Regions from separate parts of the Mus musculus genome. Here region 1 is linked to region 2. A link is a contact called in public HiChIP or PLAC-seq data. All regions are on one chromosome and are shown on one strand. Each heading gives the region's core, a stretch centred on a gene start, on an enhancer-like site or on the middle of the called end of the contact. The rest is flanking DNA. Distances are from core to core; before and after follow the strand shown.

The links. HiChIP or PLAC-seq counts read pairs in DNA pulled down with a chosen protein or histone mark.
Region 1: a contact with region 2 is called in an HNF4G HiChIP or PLAC-seq map of pancreatic cancer cells. The contact joins two enhancer-like sites. A contact is called at or near these places in 1 of 115 datasets of contacts at active chromatin or transcription factors (pancreatic cancer cells) and 1 of 9 other capture datasets (adipose tissue).

Annotation. Positions count from the first base shown.
Region 1 is chr2:26,480,436-26,485,078 of GRCm38.p6, reverse strand. Notch1 (notch 1) reads left to right here. Exons shown (of 34, transcript NM_008714.3): 4 at 473-811; 5 at 3,386-3,508; 6 at 3,872-4,105. Among named protein-coding and RNA genes, the nearest start is that of Mir6996, 13 kb to the right of the region's middle. Within about 2 kb of position 1,403, at least 162 of the 459 cell types and tissues checked have an H3K27ac peak or open chromatin away from gene starts, as enhancers often do. A contact at or near this core is called in adipose tissue and pancreatic cancer cells, where this site is marked.
Region 2 is chr2:26,130,583-26,135,458 of GRCm38.p6, reverse strand. No RefSeq gene overlaps it. Among named protein-coding and RNA genes, the nearest start is that of Tmem250-ps, 7.5 kb to the left of the region's middle. RefSeq lists an enhancer at 1,736-3,176. Within about 2 kb of position 2,013, at least 286 of the 459 cell types and tissues checked have an H3K27ac peak or open chromatin away from gene starts, as enhancers often do. A contact at or near this core is called in adipose tissue and pancreatic cancer cells, where this site is marked.

The sequences.
Region 1 (4,643 bases), core at 154-2,653, 350 kb before region 2:
CTCCTGGATCAGAGTTAAGCTGGGATCTACTATCCAGAAAAATCTTGGGGATTCCTTGGGAACTCTGGTCCTTTTCAACCCCAAACTATCTGATTTTTGGCTGCCCTGTTCCAGGACCCCAACCTCTCACTGTTTCTGTGCGTAAAGAATGAGTCCTCATGTAGCCCGGGTCTTACCATCTCCTTGTCAGGGTGCCTCAGGTTTCCATTGCTTCTCTATGTGGGGTCCAGGAGACAGCTAGGTACAAATTTTAGACTGCCATTCCTACTTTCTGTCCTTGAGCAGTCACTTAGTCTCTTATGACTTACAGTCCTCTGTATGCAGAAAGATGGCCACATTCTGCAACAGATACTGAGCATCATGAAGATAACACTTTAGATCTATCCCTGGTTGGTACCTACATGATGTCCAAATCTGCCCTGGGTTCACAGGGAGGCCCTGGCAACAGCTGACCCTCTTCTCTGCCTCCCAGGAAAATCATGTCAGCAGGCTGACCCCTGTGCCTCCAACCCCTGTGCCAATGGTGGCCAGTGCCTGCCCTTTGAGTCTTCATACATCTGTCGCTGCCCGCCTGGCTTCCATGGCCCCACCTGCAGGCAAGATGTTAATGAGTGCAGCCAGAACCCTGGGCTGTGCCGCCATGGAGGCACCTGCCACAATGAGATCGGCTCCTATCGCTGTGCCTGCCGTGCCACCCATACTGGTCCCCACTGTGAACTGCCCTATGTGCCCTGCAGCCCCTCACCCTGCCAGAATGGAGGCACCTGCCGTCCTACAGGGGACACCACCCACGAGTGTGCCTGCTTGCCAGGTAGGTTCCATCTCAGTATGCTGGCATCTAGCCTGGTTGTCCATGTCCATGCGTGTTCCACTGTCAAGCCCGAGGGATGCAGAAAGAGTTAATACCCTTTGAAGGGAGCCCAAAAAGAAGTTTAGAGAAGGGCAGCAGCCATGGAGCCTTAGGTGTGGTATAAGAGCAGGTCAGGATAGGGATACCAGAAGTGAGGGGACACTCTCAGTGACACCACACACGTCTATTTCTGTCTGGGCCATCTACTGAGATCCAGTTAGTTTGGTGCATAACCTCCAAGCCTTCTTTCTGCTGATAAGAGTGCCTTCCCTTGGTATTTTCTTCATGCTGGGCCTCCCCTGACCCATAGCCAACTAATACCCACCATGTCAATACCCTGAGCCTCTTAGGGCAGGGAGCCAGCCTGCCTTTACAGATGCTCATGAACTGTTTGGAATCCACATGTGACTCTCTGTATGTTACGGGAGCACCCTGTCATGGGCAGTCCCTGGGGTTTCCCCTTTCTCTGGGGATGGTAATTGAATAACAGGGTCTTGAGGGCCTTAGGGGCCTCACGTTTTTCATTACTTCCTCTGCAGTGTTCTTCCCACTGTGCTCAATGTCTCTGCAGGGGTGGGGCCTGCAGGCACAGCCCTAGTCCTTTCTGTTGCTGCTCTAGCGATGGTAACTCGGTGATCTAAGGCAGCTTGGAGCTGCCGCCAACCCACTTTTGGCAAGGGTGGGGTTGGTCAACATACCAGGCCGTTGAGAGGAAGGAGGAGTGGGCTCAGGAAATAGGAATAGATTTGGTTGCTGGGGGTGACCTCGGACCACTCCCCTTGCAACCCCGGGGCCACCCTACACACTGAAAAAGGGAAGTTCCCTTCTGCCCCAAGCTTGCAGAGCCAGCCTCAAGACTGCGTGCAGACACTGGCTTATACATTTCCTGAAAGTCATTGGGCAAGCTCGGAGGTAGCCGACAGCTGCCTACACGCTTCCCAGCCTCCCTGGGGGGGCTGGGACAGGATCCTCACGCTCAGGAGGGCCCCAGAGCTGAGTTCAGCTCTGTCTTGGTGGCCACCTAAGACCTCAGCTGTTAGAACCTGTGTTGAGAGGCTAGACTGGGTCTGTCATGCAGACTGAGAGAAAGCCTTGTTCAAGGAGCTTGTGAATGGAGCTGCCACCAATCCACCTTAGGCAGGGTGGGGTGGGTCAACTCAGAGTGCTGGAAGATGGGCAGGAGGGAAGCAAGGACTGGGTGGGGTCCCTTTACCTTAGCCGGTGGGTCATCCCTGAAGACGGAACACACACTACCCTGTGCTGTGTGGAGACATGCTGTTTCAGAGTAGGGAGAAGTGAAAATTGTCCACCCAAATTGCTGTTGAAGGGAGTCCGGTCTGGGCACAGTTATACCCACCATTTGGGCTCCCAGGTAGCTATTTACCAGGTTTCCTGAAGAATGTATGAACTAGGGTGGACATAAAGAACTAAGATGGGAACAGAACTTAAGCCTGAGAGCTGACTGGGAATTAAAGCGACTCTGGCTCCTGTATATCCATCCTCTCACTCTCTCACAAGCCCGGTTTCCCTGGAGGAGGCTGTATAGGCAGAGAAGGCTTTGGCCAGGCTCCACATAGGACCTATGATCCCTTCTCCTCGCCCCCAGTGAAATCCTTCTACACCTGCTCAGGGCCCCTCCAGGCTCGCTTCTTCTTGGAAGCGTGCCCTGTGCTAGAATAAATCTCTGCACAGGCAGGGAGACAAGCTATTTGGTCTTGCTGACCCCTGGGCGGGCACTAGGCTCCAAGTTGGTTCCTCCCTCACCCAGATAAGCCTTTTCCAAGCCTCCAGCTTCTTGCTGTGGTGCAAGATGGTGGGGTGGAGGGGCATCTTTGAGGAGGAGGCAGACAGGTGGGTTCTCCAAGGGCAGGAGGGGTTCAAAGGCATCCCCAGAGATGGTGTTAATTAGTAACCGGCTGCAAGTTTGGCTGTTGCCAGACTCGCCTTTCTGGGTTGATCATTGACCCGGCAGGAGTTGAGGAGATTAATAGCTAACTAGCTGCTGAGCAGGCCCTCAGGAAGCCACACTGCAGGCCACACCTTGGGGCCCAGCCACAGGCTAGATGGGCTTGTAGAAGAGAGATGGTTGCCCTGGCTGTGCCCTGAGGAAATCACAGGTTCTGACTGAGCGGGCCTGCCTGGATCCCACCACTCTGGTTTCTAACTTAGTGCTCCCAAGCCCCACTTTTAGCTCCAGCAGTTTTAGGTATTCGTGGCTGCCCCACTGATTCAGTGTGGACAACCATAGAGTGCAATCCTCTGAAACTCTGTTAGTGGTTTTGTGGCAGAACCTCCAAGGACACTATGTTCCTGGATCCCTGTCTGTTGAGTCAGCTCTTTACATAGCGACTTTCTAGAGAAGAGCTGTCACCTGTGGACACGGGAGTAGGGATGCCACGGAAGGACAGACAGATGCCTTGTCCAGAGCAGAACATTGCAGGTCCACCCAGAATCTGAAGATACCGGAGCCCACCCGAGGCTCCTCAGCAGACTTCTGAGGTCAGGCTAACCTGCTGGCTGGCCCCTGTCCCACAGGTTTTGCTGGACAGAACTGTGAAGAAAATGTGGATGACTGTCCAGGAAACAACTGCAAGAATGGGGGTGCCTGTGTGGACGGCGTGAATACCTACAATTGCCGCTGCCCACCGGAGTGGACGGGTATGTATATGGGACTTGTAGGCAGCAGCCTTCCACTAACAAAACTGCACACCGCGGAGTGGTAGGAAGGTCTGAACTCTGTTCCACGCTATGAAAGCCCACACTGCAAGACCCAGGGTGGCTGGTAGCATGGAGCAGCAGCTTCTGTGCTTCCAGTTGGAGTCAGCACAGCTCAGCATCAGATGGTTCTTGTGAGCTATTAGCAGCTAACATCCAGAGTCAGGCCCCCCAGCACTGAGCCATACAGGAGCTAGCATTCTGGGCAAGCTACCAGGGATGAATACAAGGTTGTCCTCAGCCCCACAGCCCAGAGCAGGGAGCTCATCTTGTAGCTGAGGTTGATGGTCCTGTGACCCCTCATAGGTCAGTACTGTACAGAGGATGTGGACGAATGTCAGCTCATGCCCAATGCCTGCCAGAATGGCGGAACCTGCCACAACACACACGGCGGCTACAACTGTGTGTGTGTCAATGGGTGGACTGGCGAGGACTGCAGTGAGAACATTGATGACTGTGCCAGTGCCGCCTGTTTCCAGGGTGCCACTTGCCACGACCGTGTGGCTTCCTTCTACTGCGAATGTCCGCATGGGCGCACAGGTAAGTCGGTGCAGGAATGTCCTGGGAGAAGGGAAACTTGGTTGGCTCACCACCCCTGGTGGAAACACCTGGGGAGCCATGTATGAGATATATATACAGATATATGTGTGTATATATATATATATATATATATCAGATATAGATACAGCTCAGATGTAGATACAGGGCTGGAAATGCAGCACAGTTGGTAGAGTGGCTGCCTAGCATGCACAGGATACTGGACTCAATCCCTAGGACCACATAAACTGTGGGTAGTGGCACGTGCCTGTCAAGCCAACTCCCAGGGAAGAGTGAATCCAAAGGTTAAGGCCATCTTTAGCTATATAGCAAACTTGAGTTCAGCCTGGAATATGTGAGACCCTGTTTTAGGAAAGGGATGGGGAGAGAGAAAGCTCTGTCTCTTTGGCACCTCCAGCAATGACCCAGTAAGCCTTGCTGGACAGAGGCATCCTGGTGATCTGAACTTTGTGGGATGCTTGAGTGAGTCAGAGAGATTCATTCCAGGGTGTTGGGTGAGGATGGCCCTGCTGCAACAACC
Region 2 (4,876 bases), core at 764-3,263:
AGATGGGCCTCTTGGCCCAAGGAAAGCCATGCTGAGGGATAGCCCTGGGATGGCTGCAAAGGCACACTTATCCAAGAACCCAAAGCTGGGCTCAGGAGCAGATAGGCATGGTGAGGGTGGTTATGCAGTGACAGTAACCCGTAGCTCTCTAAGCCACTCATGCCTGAGGGGACAACGGGTACTTTCCAGGAATTTCCCTAGACCTGCTTTGTTTTCTATGGGTCTGAAATGGTGGGTTGGTTGCTTGGTTCATTTTACAGTACTGGGGATAAAACCCAGAGCTGAACATGCAATAGGCAATTGACTTCAAAGACCTGAAGTGTTTCTCATTGTCCCTTGCCTGGGAAGAACAAGAAATCAAGATCTAACCCCTTGTTTGAGTAGATGCCACCCTAACTATCCTGTGGGGCCTCCAGACTCAGAGGCCACTGAGTACAAAGAACATGGCTGTGGAGAGCAAGCTGCTCACATCCAAGGTAGCTGAGGGCCAGGAGCTGTGCACTAAGGATACTGACCTGTTCTATGGCTCCCTAGTGGTGTCACAAGGCCTTGGAAGACCCTGGTTGAACCAGCTCCTCCTGATAGCCAAGAGCCCTTCTGGGACTTGGAGGTTATGAAGCAACTCCTGGCCTCTCTGACCAGCAGGACTGGGTTTATGGGTCACATTACCTGGACATTAGCACTGTTTTTGAGTATGTTGGCCTTGTGGCTCTAGGTGACATTTTGAGTTGTACCTAGGGCTGCCGCCTGTCTAAGGAAGGCTGGTGATTGCCCTCGGTGACACACATGTAAGCCAGGCAGTGATTTAGGTCCTGGAAAAAGCAGCATTTTGAAGCCATCCATTGGCATAGCTCAAGAAACACCAGTAGGAACTGTGTCTCTGCAGGGTAGAGACACTTTAGAACTACTCCCCAGGCTGGGGTATTCTGCTAAAATGCTTGTTTCAAGCAGATTTGTTTGTTTATTAAGGCAGCACATAAAAGTATAAAAATGGGAATGAGCTGCCTGCTGCAGGGCAGGGCAGGGGAAGTCAAGGGCAGGGGAGGTAATGAAGACCTGGGCATATACAGAATGGACCTGCAGACACAAGTCCTCAATGGCTGGTTATGAAACCGGTCAACAGTCATAAAGCCACTCATTTGGTCAGCTGCTGTACCCCAGGCCCTTGAAGCCCATGAGGTAGAAAAAGGGACAGGGACAGCTTTTAGGCTAGCCTTGTGAACTGACTTTGTGAAAAAGGGTAGGCAAGGGGCTGCCTACTACCCAGTGGATGGGAGGGAGGAGGGAGGGACAGGAATCCAGCTGCTAGGACTTTTCTGAGGTTTGCAGAGCTGCCCAGCTAGAGCTGGCTCAGGGGACCCAGTAAGAGCACAGGGGGGAGGGGGGGGCTAGATGTTAATTTGAGAGACAGGAGCTGGGTTCTGGGTCTTCCTGGGGGAGGGGTCTACACTTCACCACCACCACCACCACAAGAAAGGGGCATCTAAGGAGTGGGGACTGTGCCATGAAGACCTGGGACTAGTCCTTAGGCAAAATGGCTGGGAGCTAGGGCCAAGAAGGAAGGAGTGGAGGTGAGGGGACTGGAGAAGGCAAGTTCAGCCAGGTATGGGAAGCACAGATGGAGAGATGCCCTGTGAGGTGTAGGGATAGGGACACTGTTATCTACAACCCTGGGGAGAATATATATATATAATTTATTATTTTTTTTTTTTTTGGTGATAAGAAGGGTGCCGGTGCAGTGGTTAGTGGCTAGGGTTTTCTAGAGATGAGAAGGGAGGTGCTGCAGGGCCCCAGGCTTGGGTTGAAGTAGTGGCTCTGAACACCCGTTTGTTGCCCCTGTACCAAGTAGCAGCTTCTGCAGTCCCTGATGGAGACCCAAACAAACACAGAACCTGTGACCTTCCCAGTGTAGTGTGAGGAAGAGAGCCAGATGGTCCCTACTCCCAAAGATGGTAGGGGCAACCCCAGAGCACAGACCTGCGCCGCCACAGACTCAGCTGCGGTTATTGATGTCCCCTGACCTTGGGAAGGCTCAGTCCTTGCCAGCGTGTGAGGGGGAAGGGAGGGAGCCGGCGGCGCCTGCACATGCTGATTCAGCGTTTTCTGGGGACAAAAAAACGTGCTAGATCCACAGCAGGAGGGTGCCTTTCTCTTCTCGGTTTTTGGACTGGTTTAGAAAGAACGGTCCCCTTCTGCCCGGCCCTCCTAGGAAACCTTCCTTCCTCTAGAGACACTAGCTCCCAGGAAGCCGCAGTCCCAGGCTGAAGCAAGCAGGGGAGATTTTCCGGAAATCCCGGCATTCTGACTTGCCTCCTCAACAATTTCCAAAAGAGGGAGCTGCCCCCCAGCAGCAGCCTTGCCGAGAGCGAGCTGATTCAGCGATCTGGGGCCCAGCGCCCCTCCCCCACCTCACCAGGCTGCTTGCCCAGGCCTGTTGGGCAGCTGTGTCACATGGGGCCTCAGGCAGAGTTGTGTGGCCCTCACTGAGCCTGGGGGTGGGGTGGCAGACTGAAGGGCACAGGCTGCCAGGTGACCCTTCCCAGCCAGGCCAGCTACCCCACCCCTATCCCCACCGCACCCCCTCACTGCTTTTCTAGTCTCGGGCAGATGAGCAGCCATAGGAGTGTGCCATAGACCCAGGGGGAGGCACAGGGTGCAGCGCCGCTGAGCTGTGCTTTGAGGACTCTGGTACTGTCAGCCCTAGGAAATTTCATCCCAAAGAAACAGCAGCTACTCCCCCAGATACGACCAGTCTCCCAGAAGCCGAAGTCTGGGACAGAGTTCTCATCTATCTCTGGTGGGGCCAATTGTGACAATCTCCCAGGACAGGGGTTATAGCTAAACTGCTGGCCCTGAGCCAGCCCAAGACCTCTAGAGCACCGGGCCTGGGGGGGGGGGGGGCTCCTCTATCAACAGGAACAGCAGGGAATGAAGCAGTTACCCTCTTCCCTGGAAGTCTAGCTTATTTCTGATGTTACTCCAGGCTGGTGTTGTCTCTAACTGTGGACCCTGGGCAGGACAGGGGAGCCTGTGGGAACCACTGACCAGGTCTAGGGACAAAGCTGTGTCACCTACTTGAGAACATGGGGCCTAAAAACAAACTTGCTGAGTCGGTGCACAGCCATTGGTATTTTGTTACAATGGGACCATGGGTGTAGGTAAGCGTTTTGAGCAGGGTGGGAGAGAGCCATGGCTTTGGGCTGGAGCTACAGAGGAAGCTAGAAAAAAAGGGTGGGGTGAGGCTGGCCAGAAGCTGAAGGAGAGAGCCGGATTGCTCAGGAGGGCAATGGCCAGTAAGGTAGGTGGGAACTTTGAGGGGTCATCAGTCATAGGGTGGGATGGGGGTGGGAGTGAGGGTAGGGTGGACATCTTGTCAAACTTGGAAGTCATAGGTAGATGCAGTAGTCATGAGCTGCAGGTTGACCTCCCTCCTAACTCATTAAATGAGGACAGGTATTCTTTTCTCATTCTTGGAATATTAATGACAGCCTGCTGGATGCTGCATGAATATTCATACAGAGATCAATCAAGTCCAGGCTTTTGGTAGTGGCACTTGTGGTGGCACCAAGAGATGGGACCTGCCAGGTAGCTGGTGCTATATGGAGGGACTGCCATCAGGAGTGTGGCTGGCTGTGCACCCTGCCACTACTAAGGCCCCTTGACCCTCTGGACAAGCCAATAGCATCCTGCCCCGTGGTCACCCTCAGCCTGGGTGACCCTCACTCGGGCTTTGGAGTGGGTGCTGTGGTGAGTGGTATACTCATACACTTGGGTTGGCAGCCAAGGATCACCCCAGGAAGAAAAGAGAGGCATCAGAGCTCCTGAGCAGGGTACAGCCTGATGTCCTGGGCAGCCTGAGCTAGTCTTTCAGACAGCCCCAGGGATTTCAGGCTGCCTGTTTGGACCTGGAACTTTATACCCACGGCCAGGCAACTGACAGCCAGTAGGCACATGGGTTTCCAGGTCCATCTAGTGGGCACAGCCAGTTTGGCCTCCCTTTTTGCCTCTGTAGGAAACACAGTTGTTATTTAAACAAGACTAGTATGGAAGTTCCATGTTTGTTTTTTGCAGTCCCTGCTGTTGCAGGCTTTGCTCTGCCCACACTGCCTGCCTGTAGGGTGAGGAAGTCCGGCATTAGTGAAAATTCATTATTTACAGCACTATGACATCACAGCAAGATGAATTATTTGTGTGTTTTTTGAATTGTGCTGTGATAACCCTGTCTGTTTTCCTGGCTCTGTAATACACAGGGCACCCTGGACACCACCCTTTCTGGTAGCACCAGCCACAGCAGCTGCAGCCTAGGCTGACGCTTCTAGCCCCCTCCCATCCCTGCCAGCAGCCAGGCGTGTACCTGTTGAGTGTTTGTTAGTGCAGAGGTGTGTCAGTGTGAACGGTGAGTATGCAGGTTCTTCTAGATGTTTTCATGGCTAGAAGAAGCCCAGATGGCTTTCTCTGCCCTGCTCCCACAGTCCTGCCGGAGACAAGATGGCAGACAGGTGGTGTTCTCATGCCATAGCACACTTAGATGCCATCTCCTCCAGGGCCAGTGGAATAAAGGGAGGAAGCATGAGGCAGGACCAAGGCTTCAGGCTGCAGCCTTCCATGGCGAAGGGAAACTGTTAGGAGCACCCTCAGTGGGCAGAAGACTCTCCCAGATCCCTGCAGCCCCATTCTGTGGCGGCCTGGATAAGATCTCAGATCCACCCTGCTGCCCCCACTTTCCCTTGACAGTTCTCGGGATACCAGGCTCGGCTGGGAAGACCAGAGGAATGGCATAGCACAGACTTCCTGAGCCTTCCTCTTAGGGCTGCATCCTGTGGGCCAGAGTCTTGAGGAGTCAGAACTAATCTCTGAGCACTGGCCTTGAACTCAG